2 separate regions of the Bos taurus genome follow, and region 1 is linked to region 2. The links are chromatin contacts, called in public Hi-C maps. All regions are on one chromosome and are shown on one strand. The core of a region is the stretch at or near the end of the contact, and the rest is flanking DNA. Distances in the headings are between cores, read along the strand shown. Region 1 holds the start of VGLL4 (vestigial like family member 4). Region 2 overlaps ATG7 (autophagy related 7).

What was found. Hi-C and Micro-C count contacts between places; a contact is called where the count stands out from the background.
Region 1: a contact with region 2 is called in a Hi-C map of skeletal muscle, with 4 times the contacts expected there. The contact joins the promoter of VGLL4 here to the enhancer-like site in region 2. A contact is called at or near these places in 3 of 11 Hi-C or Micro-C datasets (liver, skeletal muscle and skin fibroblasts).

The regions. Positions count from the first base shown.
Region 1 is chr22:55,650,131-55,653,302 of ARS-UCD2.0, forward strand. It overlaps VGLL4 (vestigial like family member 4), which reads right to left and starts at 1,391. Exons shown (of 5, transcript NM_001099128.1): 1 at 1,206-1,391. The coding sequence starts at 1,287.
Region 2 is chr22:55,411,483-55,414,912 of ARS-UCD2.0, forward strand. All of the region lies in intron 17 of ATG7 (autophagy related 7), which reads left to right. Among named protein-coding and RNA genes, the nearest start is that of ATG7, 110 kb to the left of the region's middle. Within about 2 kb of position 1,324, at least 2 of the 102 cell types and tissues checked have an H3K27ac peak or open chromatin away from gene starts, as enhancers often do. A contact at or near this core is called in skeletal muscle, where this site is marked.

The DNA.
Region 1 (3,172 bases), core at 141-2,640, 240 kb after region 2:
AGGCCTAAAGTTTTGTGTTTTTTTTTTTTTTAACATGGAAAACACAAGTGTATCCGGTAGCCCTCCCAAGTTTCTTCCATGTTTTCTTTTTCCTGAGAAATGCTCAGTTTCACTATAGGGCAAAAACATGGAAACTTCTCCCGCTGCATCAGATTTGCATGTGGTTACCAAAAAAAAAAAAAAAACAAAACCCAAAAATCCAAACAAACACTTCCCCTGCCCGGCAGAATTCCCCCGGAGTGTCTCCAACTACTCAATACTCAGACCATTACCACGTTTTCAAATCGCACGTAGATAATGTTCCAGGAGATTAAGAAATCGCCTTTTCTCTTCTTACTACTAACAGAGACAGCTTGAAATACTACCCAGCAGTGGGGAAATACCTCACGGTTTAGTAGGAGGTAATAAACAATAAGAATTCAGAGGGTTTCTTTTTTTTTTTTTTAATTTAGCTTACTGGTTGGTGGGTTGTGCAATCGCTTGCTTCCACAAGGGAATGGAGTGTGGAGGGAACATCCCTCAATGTCAGAACCCTCCCGGAGCTGTACAGGAAATGGGAATTCAGACAAAGAGCCAGTCTGTGCTCCATGACATGGGTGCCCTTCCGGGCCCCCGAAATGAATAGAAGGAAAAAAAAAAAAAAACTTCATTGTTTGGGACAATCGCTCCCCAACACAAAAATTCACTGTAACTTTCTGTTCCCCTCTAGCTGCACATCCCAAGCGCTTATTGGCTGTAGGAATACAGCAAGAATACTGTACAATAGACGGTGTATGTTTAAGTATCAAAGCAAAAAAAAAAAGAGAGAGAGAGAGAGAAAGAAAATCCGACATGTTTTAACTTTTTGCTTGGGTCCTAGAAGTTCTTCCTCTAAAGAAAACACCAACAGACTCCAAAAAAAAAAAAGAAAGAAATACATCTTTCAAGAGTTTAAAGTGTAAGGAGTCACGAGGAAAAAGCCAAGGTTTTAACAATGTATATATTTCACCGCCTCCCGCCCCTCAGCCCTCTCCAATGTAACCCTGAAGCCTAAGAGACACAAACACCACTCTGTTCGGAGGAAAGCGCCGCTTGCCTTCCAGAGCACCCTGAAAAGTCCCAAGAAATAAGAACAAAACGCACAGAAGGCGATCGGAACCGGGAGAGGAGGAGTGGCCTTGCCCAAAAACCAACAGGGCGGCAGTTCTAGAAGGGACGGTCTCTACCTTCGTAGCACAGAATGCCGATATTGTTGTTCATGTTGTCCAAGTACTGGTAGTTCAACAGGTCCATCTTCATAAATAGCATTGATCGGGCTAGCACAGAAAACCAGCTCTTTGCTTGCGCCCCCCGGGGGAAAAAAAAAAAAAAATACAGTTTCCAAAGTCAACTACGGCTGAGGAGCTCCCGGCTCTCCTCTTTAAAAAACTTCACAGAAGACGGAGGCCCGGCCTCGGATCAAAACAAAATCAATAAAACTCCTTAAAAAGAAAAAGAGAGACAGGCACACCAAATCGAACTTGCAGAAAGAAAACCCTTCGAGGGCTCGTGTGCAGACGGTATGCGTCCTGGATCGTCAATCCAGCATTTATTTAAAAAAAATGGAAAAGAAAAATCGTTTTCAAAAGCCTAACGTACGGGGGTGTCTTGCAGCGGAGAACGGGGCGAGGAGGGGCAGCCCGCGGCCCATCTCCCAGGACAAAGCCGCGCTCGCGCCGCTCACAGCCCGCTGCGAGTCCGCCGCGCCGACACGCCGGCTATGCCTGGAATGACTCGAATGCGCACGGCCGGCCTCCTCCCGGCGCGCGGAGCATGCTCACTGGCATCCCCGGGGCGCCGCGAGGGGCAGGATGCTCTCTGCACAGGCTCCGGCTCTAAATGGAGCGAGTGTTTGCAAGGAGAACGAGAGGAGGTGGAGGCCCGGGGCAGGCAGGGGGTAGGGGGGGGTCCCCACACTTGGAGGGGCCCAGGGCCGAACGTCTCTGGCCAGGAAGCCGCCCTACGACTTTGCAACACCAGGGGAGGGAAGAGAAAACCCAGGAAGTCGCCTTTTTTTTCCCCCTCCAGGAGCCGGGTTAAAAAAAAAAAAAAAGAAATCCATCATGGAAGCAAAACTTCCGTGGAATTTAACTCTGCTGCCGCTGCACTTTTGGGTTTCAGGAACCCAAACGGCTTTGCTGTGGTACACAGACCACGCTTTTTTTTTTTTTTTAATCTTTTTCTTTTTTCTTTCCTTCTCTTTTAAAAGTTGTTTTACAACTTTGCATTTACACTTTACATATAACTTCTCTCATAACCATCATAACAGCTCACATAAATAGGCCAGGGGTGGTATCACCTTTTTACAGCATCGGAAACTGGGGCTCAGAGGGATTAAATAATGGTCTATGGCTCCCAAAATAGTTAGTAGAACTACTTGTAGAGTGTTTTATTCCCTAATATTATAACCTTCTAAAACACAAGAAGCGGGGGGAGAAAGAGAGAGTTTAAGGAAGTTAAGACTTTAGATACAAAATAGAAAGCCTAAGGGACATAATGGGTAGGAGAGATGAAAATTATTTTTGTTTTGCACATAACAAAGCTGTTCCATCTGTGTATCGGAGGCTAACTGAGTATCATGCTGCCATGTCGTCTGTCTTGGTAGGACCTGGACCTTAAATGTCACATTCAGACAAGTGATGCCCAAAAGCTGTTTACTGAAATCAGTAAATAACTGATGTTCAGACTCTTCAGCACATGAAGATCATGCTAGCAAAATAAAGGGGAAAAAAAGTTTTCTCTCTGGAGATGGCAGCTAGCTTTTGGCACCATGAATAGGCTAGTTAAGTCACCATGAGAAGTGTTTCTGTACTAATATTACCATATCTGTTTGGAGATTTAGAAAATACCAAGGGATGTGCTATATTGTAGACCAAGACCTAACACTAATACTCTAAAATAAAAATTGAATAAGTAATTTCAACAGCTTGTGTGTTAAAAGATTAGCAACAGCTGCACTTGGGGTAACAGGCATGTTTAGGACAAGTTATGTTAATTGACTCTTATTTGGAGATAAATAGGACACCCGGTAGATTCGCCATCGCTGCTGCAACAGTGTAACTGGAATAAGGGCAGGTGAAGTAGGCAACAGAGGAATCAACATTTCACGAGCTTTACTTTCTAAGGCTATTTATCTACACTAGATTATATATCT
Region 2 (3,430 bases), core at 74-2,573:
TTTTTTACCGTGCTGGGTCTTCGTTGCTGTGCTCCGGCTTTCTCTAGGTGTAGTGAGCAGGGACCAGTCTTCCAACGTGGGGCTGCTCATTGTGGTGGTTTCCTGGTTGCAGAGCTTGGGCTCCAGGGTGCGTGGGCTCAGCAGTTGTGGCTCATGGGGTTAGTTGACCTGTGACATGTGGGATCTTAGTGCCCGGACTAGGGATTGAACCTGTGTCCCCTGCATCGGCAGGTGGATTCTTAACCACTGGACCAGCAGGGAAGTCCCCCTCCTCTTTTTCTTGAAACTCTGGGAATGAGTTGGAGACATTGTGATTGTTTACAGCTAAATACATCAGTGTATGTTTCCTCAGAAAAAGATTCCTGTCTTACCTAAGCAGAATGCACTGATCAAATGCAGGCAGGTAAATGTTTGCATAATACTGACCTGACGCACAGTCTGCGTTTCAGGTGGTGTTATTTGTACCAGTAATGTCCTTCATAAGCATTTTCTCCAGACCAGAATCCGAGTCAGGAGGATCAGGCGTTCAGGTGTCGTGTCTGTCTGGCTTCCCTCGGTCTGGAGAAGTTCCTTAGCTTTTCTTCATCTTTCCTTAACTTGAACACTGACGTTGTGCCAGTTATCTTGTAGAATTTCCCTCTGTTTGGATCTGTCTGCTGTTTCCTTATGACTAGATTCAAGTTATGAATTTTTGGCAGAGAAGAGATGGTGTGTCCTCATGTCAGGAGGCACATGGTGAAGTTACCCCCCTTTGGTAGTGAGAATTTCCCCCTTTCTGTGTTAGTAACTACCTTCCCCCACGGTGAGAAGCCCGGCTCCCATTACACTGGCTGATTCACTGAACTACACAGAAAGTAGTTCCAATTGCTAGTCCCTCCCATTGCAGATAGTAAGCCTACCGCCTGGAATTTGATCATTGTGCACGGTTCTTATTTTCTAGGTACAGTTTGCATACATAAAAATGCAGAAATCTCAAAAGACTTAATTCTATACTTTGGACAAACACATACACCCATGTAACGTACATTTCCGTCAAGGCACAGAGTGTATCCCTTACCCCGGAAAGTTTCCTTGTGCCCCTTCGGAGACAGTCTTGGGGGGGGGGAGCAATATGCTGAGTATTGTGACCATTCTCTTTCCCAAGGATTAAAACTAGGTCCCCTCTGGTGCTGATGGAACTGCAGCCTTGTTTCTGGGACCCAGCAGTTGACTGGAACCTTCTGTTGGACCTTCCAAGTCAGGAACAGGGCCGTGCCCGAGGAGACTGCAGGCAGGGGACTCTTGCTGTGGTTGCACGATTCCGTCACTCCGCACCTTGGCAGTGTTGCAGGGACAGCCTGTTATGAGGAAGCAGGCCCGAAACTCCGCTCTCATACCATCTGGGACTGCCTAGTGCCCAGATGCAGCAAGATGTGCCCAGAAACCTGATCTTCAGATTTTAATTAGCCATTAGCAACCCTAATACTATACTCATCCTGGTGTTTACAGTACGCCGGGCCCTTCTGTTGATGGGCTGTGAGTAACCTTCCCAAAGTGACTTGTTATTGGCTGTTCATGTGCACCTGTGTGCGCATCTTGCGGACAGAGGCTGGTGGAAGAATACACGCCAGCTCTGGCGTCATCATACGGTCAGCTGTGCGTTCATTGCCTTCGGCAGAGCCCGGCCATCATTTTTCTTTTGATATTATGTAATCCTACCTTTCTTCTCTCACTTCTCTTTTCTTTGTTAATTGAAGAAGTGTGAAAAGTCAACATTAAACTCAAGTATTTAAAAATCTTTTAAGAAAAACCTCTACCCCAGAGCAACCTTTTTCCTAAAAGTTCTGCTGATGCGCTGTTGGGACGAAAAGACAAAGGCTGGGTTTGGAAGGAGAAATGGGACTCTCACTGTCTGTCCGCAGTCGTTCGTTTACTCAGCGGACATGTGAGTCCCTGCTGTGTGCCAGAGATGCAGAGATGATTAAAACAGCCGCTGCCTTCAGAGAACACTAACAAGAGAGCGCTTTAGTCACTAAGTTGCATCCGACTCTTGTGACTCCGTGGACTGTAGCCCACCAGGCTCCTCTATCCATGGGATTCTCCAAGCAAGAATACTGGAGTGGGTTGCCATTTCCTTCTCCAGGGGGATCTTCCTGACCCAGGGGTCGAACTCGGGTCTCCTGCATTGCAGGCAGATTCTTTACTGACTGAGCCAAGAGTGAGGGAGACCTATAAACCAATACTAATCTCCCTAACACTGTGATGTGCTCCAGAGTCAAGGCATAGCCTCTTGTTTTCATGTTTTGCCATGCCGTGCAAGTTGCAGGATATCCTCTAGTGGGGGTGTCCTGGTACCATTTAGCTTTGTAAATGGGGAAGACCCGGGAAGGCCTCTGAGCAGCTTCTAAGCTGACGTTAAAGGATAAGGAGGAATGTGTAGAGATCCATGGGAGAGAGGACATGGGGGAGATATTCCAGGCCCCGGGAATCACACGGGCGACAGCCAGGGCAAGAGAACATGGCAGGTTTCTGAAGGCGTTCTGGGGAGCGGCACGCCTCATTCCCTCATTCCCCTTGTCTTGGTGAGTTGTTTCCATCTTGGTGGTTCCTGAGTGCAATCTGGCTGTATTTCCTCTGGCCCTTGAGGCTCTTTCTCACCTAGCACTGGGCTTAGGGGGTTTCCTAGCCTGAGGAGTCCAGCCGCTGCAGCCCCGGCATGGGGGTAGGGGCCCAGGAAGACAGGCGGGGCTTTTCACGGTGCTCCCCGCTCTGCCCGCTTCCCTTTCTTCGGTTACATGAGTCAGTCGGATGAGATAAGCTCTGGCTCCCTGCTGACCCTTGACGTTGCTAGCTTTTATATTTCCTTTCCTTGCTTTTTTCTGTAGTCCCCAAGCAATGCGTTTTCATTGCAGAAAAATCAACAAGTATATTTAAGGATAAAGAAATAATTCACTATATCCTAGCCGTGCAGATCATTGTCAGATATTGATGTCTGCCCTTCTGGACTTAAAAATCACCTATATTTTAGACTGAAGTGAAAGTGTTAGTTGCTCAATCGTGTGCAACTCTTTGCAACCCTGTGAACTGTAGCCCACCAGGCTCCTCTGTCCATGAAACTTCCCAGGCAAGAATATCAAAGTGGGTAGTCATTCCCTTCTCCAGAGGATCTTCCCAACCCAGGTATGGAACCCAGGTCTTCTGCATTGCCGGAAGATTCTTGAATGGTCTAAGCCACCAGGGAAGCCTATATTTTATAGATATGTGCAGGTAATTTTTCTCTCTGAGCACTGCTGTTATAAGCCTGAAATCAGCTTTAGAGAGAGGAATTTGTGCTGCTGCATCAAGCACACTCTCGGCCTCTCTGATCTGATACAGGATTTTAAATCTCAACCACTTACAAGAACTGGCAGGAGCCCAATCGGAAGAGCCATCCACAGCGCAGGCCAGGAAT